Linked DNA regions of Mus musculus: region 1 is linked to region 2. A link is a contact called in public HiChIP or PLAC-seq data. All regions are on one chromosome and are shown on one strand. The core of a region is the stretch at or near the end of the contact, and the rest is flanking DNA. Distances in the headings are between cores, read along the strand shown. Region 1 has its middle 21 kb from the start of Gm40650. Region 2 overlaps Cep85l (centrosomal protein 85-like).

Region 1 (2,865 bases), core at 354-2,853, 140 kb before region 2:
GCTATTGGATTCAAATGAGTCTTCTCATATCTGCCTTCTCAATGGGGCTACAGAGCTCCATGAGACCAGAACAACATCTTTGTCTGATTTGTGTTTCCAATGTTAGCCATTTCCCAAGGTAAAAAGTCAACCCTTTTTGGCATTTGTTCTGATGAGAAGTAAGGATATATTCAGTTTGCTGCCCCAACTTTCGGCTTTGTTTTTCTTTCTTTGACTACATAGGTAGTGGCTGGAGCTTCTATTTCCACTCAGTGTCTGGTTTCCATGTATATCCTGTTCCTTTTATCTAGAACATCAAGTCCGGCCACCCTATCTTCTAACTTTGGAAGGAACTCCACCCTTGGAGCGAGCCAGTCTTAACTGTTAATAGAACGACCTGAAACTGAAGCAGCTTTAGAACCAAAGTGCATTCATTAACAGCTCACAGGTGTGTTTCTATGGTCATCCATTTAACCTTCAGTCCCTGGAAGGAAGGTACTGGGGTGACCATCTGAGACCCTGTGTTCAGTGTGTGTCACAGCCTAGCTAAGGAGGCCACTGTAGAAAGGAATCTTCTTAAGAAAATAGCTGAGCTAGCCTGAAGGTTAAGGAGATGTTCTCACACAGGATAGATGGAGAAACTGCCAGAGTAGCAGAGAGTTAGCACAGAAGACTCAAGAGGAAATTAACCATGCAGATAAAGAGATGAGCATTCCCATAGCTACAGTGAGCTGACCTGGGAAGGAAGTGGTATTTAAAACCAGAGTCACATGATGGTGGGGTAGATGATACAGTAAGGGGCTCTACAGTAGTTGATGAGTCAGAGACCCAAGGATTTGCAATCAATCACATGGGTTACAGGGTCTCTATTGGGGCTCCATGCTCACACGTACTGTGTGACCCAGATCTTTGCCTCCCTGGGAAGGCTGTTTGGAAAACATTTGCTTTTTGAGCCTGTCCATGAGACAGCTGCTTTTCATGGCACTCACATTCCTCATAGGGCCGCCTGCTGGACTGCCATTTGTCACTGTCTAGCACCTCTGGACCACTGAGCTACTCAACATGACACTGGCATCTATGCATCAACATTATCAGAGCAGTGAGTGTGAGGCTACCCATGTGTTTCTTCCCTGGGCACTGTTACACAGGTCATAAAGACAAGTCCAACTGTGTATGACTTGAGAAGATGGAAGAGGCTCAAGCTATAGGAAGAGATCAATCTAGATTTAAATTGGGGTTCAAATCCCCCTATCTACAGTTCTTTTGTTATCTTTAGCCTTCTTTTCTGTATTTTTGAGAAAAGCTCTTACTCTATATATCCTTGTCTTGCTTGGTACTTACTGTGCTGTCAATGCTGGCCTAGAACTCTTAGCAATCCTCCTGCATCAGTCTCCCTCCAGAGTGCTGGGTTTACAGGACTATACCACATGCCTGGCTGATCTGCAATTCTTAGAGCCCCTCCCCACTATCTGCACACTGGTTAAAAGGTTTGCACCCTCCCACCCATGCATGGTCTGATAGGACCCTGTGTGGTATTGTGTTCTGAAGCAGTCTCATGCTGTAGGAGAATGTCAGAGCTGAGGTTAGTGCAATCTGCAAACCCTTCCTCTGAACCAGGAGCAGGGATGGAAGTAAACACAGCCTGACTTGGCAATGAGACTATGTATGAAGTCACTACTGTGGTAACCACAAAACAGTTTTCTAGAAACAATGGACTCAGAAAGCTCACTGCCAAGAAAAGTTAAAGGGCAAATGTGTTTCCCACCCTCTACCCTCAACCCTCCCAACCCCGCCTGATGAAGAAGGGCCTTTCAGCTCAGAACTTTCTCTGGGCTCACTAGGTGCTCATGCTTTCAGTAGACTCCTGTTGCAAAAGCAAAGGGTCTTCCTCTGTAGCAACACTTCACAGGGAAGACTGAAGACAAAACATTAGTTTAGGGCATACAGGTGTGGGCCTTGAATGACAAACTCACAAGTCTAAACTTTAATAAGTAGAATTAAAAGCTTTCAGGCAAAACCTGCAGATGCAGCCGATTCTTGCAGTTTGCAGTAATGTTCTCTGAGATTCTGAATCAGCAAATACTGAGTGCTTTCTGTTGTGTGAGGCTGCTGCCGTTTGCATCTGATCACAGTTTCCACTGAGCCTGACTTGGTGCATCACCCGTGTTTCTGCTCAACGATACTTGTCTGGTGTGTACTGTAGTTATTAACATTGAATCTATTACACCCATATTCTCACCATAAGGCACAGCCCAGCCTTCTTGTACGGAAGCACGGTGCTGTGTCAATCACAGTTTGTTTATTATAGCTCTGTGATTCTAATTCTGGGAATTTACACAAAGAAATTAACCTGTAATGTAGGAAAAGTATACAGATGTGCTTGCTTGGCACAGCAGTGTTTATAGTAGAAAGATGTCCAGAAATAGCTTAAATATTTAACAAAAGGGTTATGGTTAAGGAAATGATTTATATGTGTACATTCATGAATACACAGAGATCAGTAACACATGGTACAGCCGTTTAGAATGATTATTAAGAATTCTATACAGCTACACAAGAAAGCTGTCAGAGACTCACAGAATGTAAAAAGGAGAATAATATCTATTAGTGTTAATAGGAACCTACACAAATGTAAAACTAACACTCAATAGGATTGGATGAACCTGTCAAGACAGTGGATCGTTCCCATTTTTAAATAAAACTGTTAATGTTTAATTTGATAACACAATTATGATTTAGTTAAAAGAGAAAAGAAAAGTGTTTATAAATCTTAGGTGGTAGCTGGTAGCTAGAAGGAGAAGGTAATAATAAAAAAAAAGAGGCAGAGTAACCCATTACAGCCTCTTCTTCTCTTTAAAAGCATTTTCTGCCAGGGCTGATGGACCT
Region 2 (2,792 bases), core at 121-2,620:
GAGTGTATTGACATTAAGACTGGATAGACAGTTTGTGAAGAGGGTTTGTGTAGTTGTGCACCAATTTGTAAATATATTTTGTTAATTTTTTTAGTCTTATTTTACTTACAGTATTTTTCTCCTCAAACCCTCCAATTTACTCCTTCCTGTTCTCCTTCAAATTGTGGCCTATTTGTTTTCAATTGTTACTGCATGCACATGTATATGTATATATAAAAATATAAATTCCTAAATAAAACCTACTGGGATCATGTGATGTTACTTGGGTGTGTTTCCAGGCCTGGCAGTTTGGCACTGCACTGCTTTTTGGTGTGTTCTTCCTGGGGAGGGCCACCTCTCCTACTGTCAGCTTTCCTCAGTTGCCTGTCATTCTTTACTTAGGGTTGAGGCCTCATGGGCTTCTCCCTGTCCAGTTTGTTGTTGTTTTTCAAGACAGGGTTTCTTTGTGTAGCCCTGCTTGTTCTGGAACTTGCTCTGTAGACCAGGCTCTCCTTGAACTCATGAGGTCTGCCAGCCTCTTCTTCCTAGTGTTGTGATTAAAGGTTTGTGTCACCACTGCCTGGCTAGAGAGACAATCTCATGGCAAATTCTGTGATCTTCTCTGGCTTTATAGTCTTTCGGCCCTTTCTTCTGGAATATTCATTAACCCTTGGGCATGGGGATGTTTTGTAGATGTACTTATTATTTATTGTATGTAGGTGCCATGTCTGCATTTGGTAGCTTTCTGTAGAGGTCTCCCCCTCTTTGCAGTGACATTCACTGCTGAGAGGTGAAGAATATACTTATCTTTGGGTATAAGGACAGATGTTTACAGATTGTTGTTTTGGATCATCCTGGTTTAGTAAGTTGGTTGTAGATTCTCTTTCAGTAACCATACTTTCACTAGCACTACACAGATAGTTAGGTTTCCAGTACCTAATTTGTAAAATTTATTAAATGAATCCTAAGTGGTAGAAACACTATGTTCGCTATGTATTTTTGAGGAACATGTTCACTAATATAATATGTCAGTGAAGTAATTAATATGTGGAGGTTAACTGTACCAGGAGAATGAGAAAGTTCAGACTTAGGTATTGTATAAGGAAAGAAATATTGTCACTCATGGTTCATAAAACTGCAGGCGAGGACAGTGCCAACAGAATCACTCCACTGGAAACCTCATGGTCAACTGAGAAACTTACAAACGGGGACAGAAATCAAACGAAGGGAAGCCTTCCCCATGTTCAGTCCTGTGGGTTAACTAAAAGGATCAATTTGCTTTTCTGAACCTTTGCCATTTCCTTCAGCCCCTTTCTGCCTATAAACCCCACCTCTACTCAGCACGGGGACATTTCTATTTTTGCAGAGGGATTGCTGCCTGATGCATGAATCACCCACAGTATTCAAGCCAATTAAGATAACTGAACTCAATGTATTGACAGCTTTATTTTGACATTACACATATGTCAAATGAGAACAGATTAGAGATGGAATACATTTAAAATCTAAGGTTCTTGGGACTACTAAGGAGAAAGGAAACAGATAGCTAAAGATCCCGGACCTTCATGCTTACTCTTCCTACAATTTATCTTTTAAGAGCTTCCTTGTTGATGGCAAATAGTATAGCAGATATCCAATAGTTCCAAACAAAGAAGATGCAAAAGAAAAAAAAACCAATCTAGTAATTCATATGCTTCTATTCAAAAGGTTCATAACCTTGCTAAGGAAGGCTTTGTGAACACATATTTGTACGTGATGCTCTAAGGTTTCTAGTGAATGGTGACTAAAAGCAGCAGCAGGATTTTCTTTAACAAGATCAGTGAGAATGTCATCTACATAGAGTGAGTACAGGGTTAGCACAATGAACTCAACCTTTCTAAGGATATGCTAAAAGTCCCTCAGCTGTGACTTCGGCATCCCAGTCCACAGAATTTTGAAGCAATTTTGAATGCCCGAAGACTGTTTGCTTTTCTTTATTTTGCGCTATCGGTTTCATGTGGTTTGCTTCCTCTTATCCCAGCTTGGCCTCTCCAGTGGGGTCTGGTGGAGGAGTGCAGTCTGAACCGGTGTCGCGCAGGTGTCATGCTAACATGCTGCTTTGTGCTGCGGCTGTGTGTCACTCGGTGCCTCTTAACATTATTGCCAATTGCCATTCTTATCTTTCTTCTTGCTCAACTCCTTACATTTATGGGGCTTGGGGAGTAAATCTTCCTGTACTCTAGTGTTTTGATAAATAAGATCAGGTGTTCTGATTACACTAAATAGCTTGAAAATATAATTATATTTAAAAGTTGATTTTACCTATAGGAGGAACAACAATATGAACTAGCTAGTACCCCCAGAGCTCGCGTCTCTAGCTGCATATGTAGCAGAAGATGACCTAGTCGGCCATCATTGGGAGGAGAGGTCCTTGGTCTTGCAAAGATTATATGACCCAGTATAGGGGAACGCCACGGCCAGGAAGCAGGAGTGGGTGGGTTGGGGAGCAGGGCGGGGGGAGGGGAGGGTATGGGGGACTTTTGGGATAGTGTTTGAAATGTAAATGAAGAAAATACGTAATAAAAATTGTTTTTGGAAAAAAAGTTGATTTTAAAATAAATATGCAAATTTCACAAATATTGGTTTGTAATATATTTTTGTGATCAACATCCTGGTAACTAGTTCAAGGCACTGTACTACATATAAAATAGAGTCAGATATCTTTGCCTTTATATTCCTTAAAAACAATAAAAAACTTTAAATTATTTGTTTATTGAATTTTTCTTAATATGAAGAGGTTTTTTTTTCTTGGTATGTTTAGATATTTTATGTGA

Evidence for each region. HiChIP or PLAC-seq counts read pairs in DNA pulled down with a chosen protein or histone mark.
Region 1: a contact with region 2 is called in an H3K27ac HiChIP or PLAC-seq map of heart atrium, with 5 read pairs. The contact joins two enhancer-like sites. A contact is called at or near these places in 4 of 39 promoter capture datasets (liver, macrophages, neutrophils and 1 more), 2 of 115 datasets of contacts at active chromatin or transcription factors (heart atrium and hepatocytes) and 2 of 9 other capture datasets (adipose tissue and liver).

The regions. Positions count from the first base shown.
Region 1 is chr10:53,465,784-53,468,648 of GRCm38.p6, reverse strand. No RefSeq gene overlaps it. Among named protein-coding and RNA genes, the nearest start is that of Gm40650, 21 kb to the left of the region's middle. Within about 2 kb of position 1,603, at least 55 of the 459 cell types and tissues checked have an H3K27ac peak or open chromatin away from gene starts, as enhancers often do. A contact at or near this core is called in heart atrium, where this site is marked.
Region 2 is chr10:53,328,054-53,330,845 of GRCm38.p6, reverse strand. All of the region lies in intron 3 of Cep85l (centrosomal protein 85-like), which reads left to right. Among named protein-coding and RNA genes, the nearest start is that of Pln, 8.2 kb to the left of the region's middle. Within about 2 kb of position 1,370, at least 6 of the 459 cell types and tissues checked have an H3K27ac peak or open chromatin away from gene starts, as enhancers often do. A contact at or near this core is called in heart atrium, where this site is marked.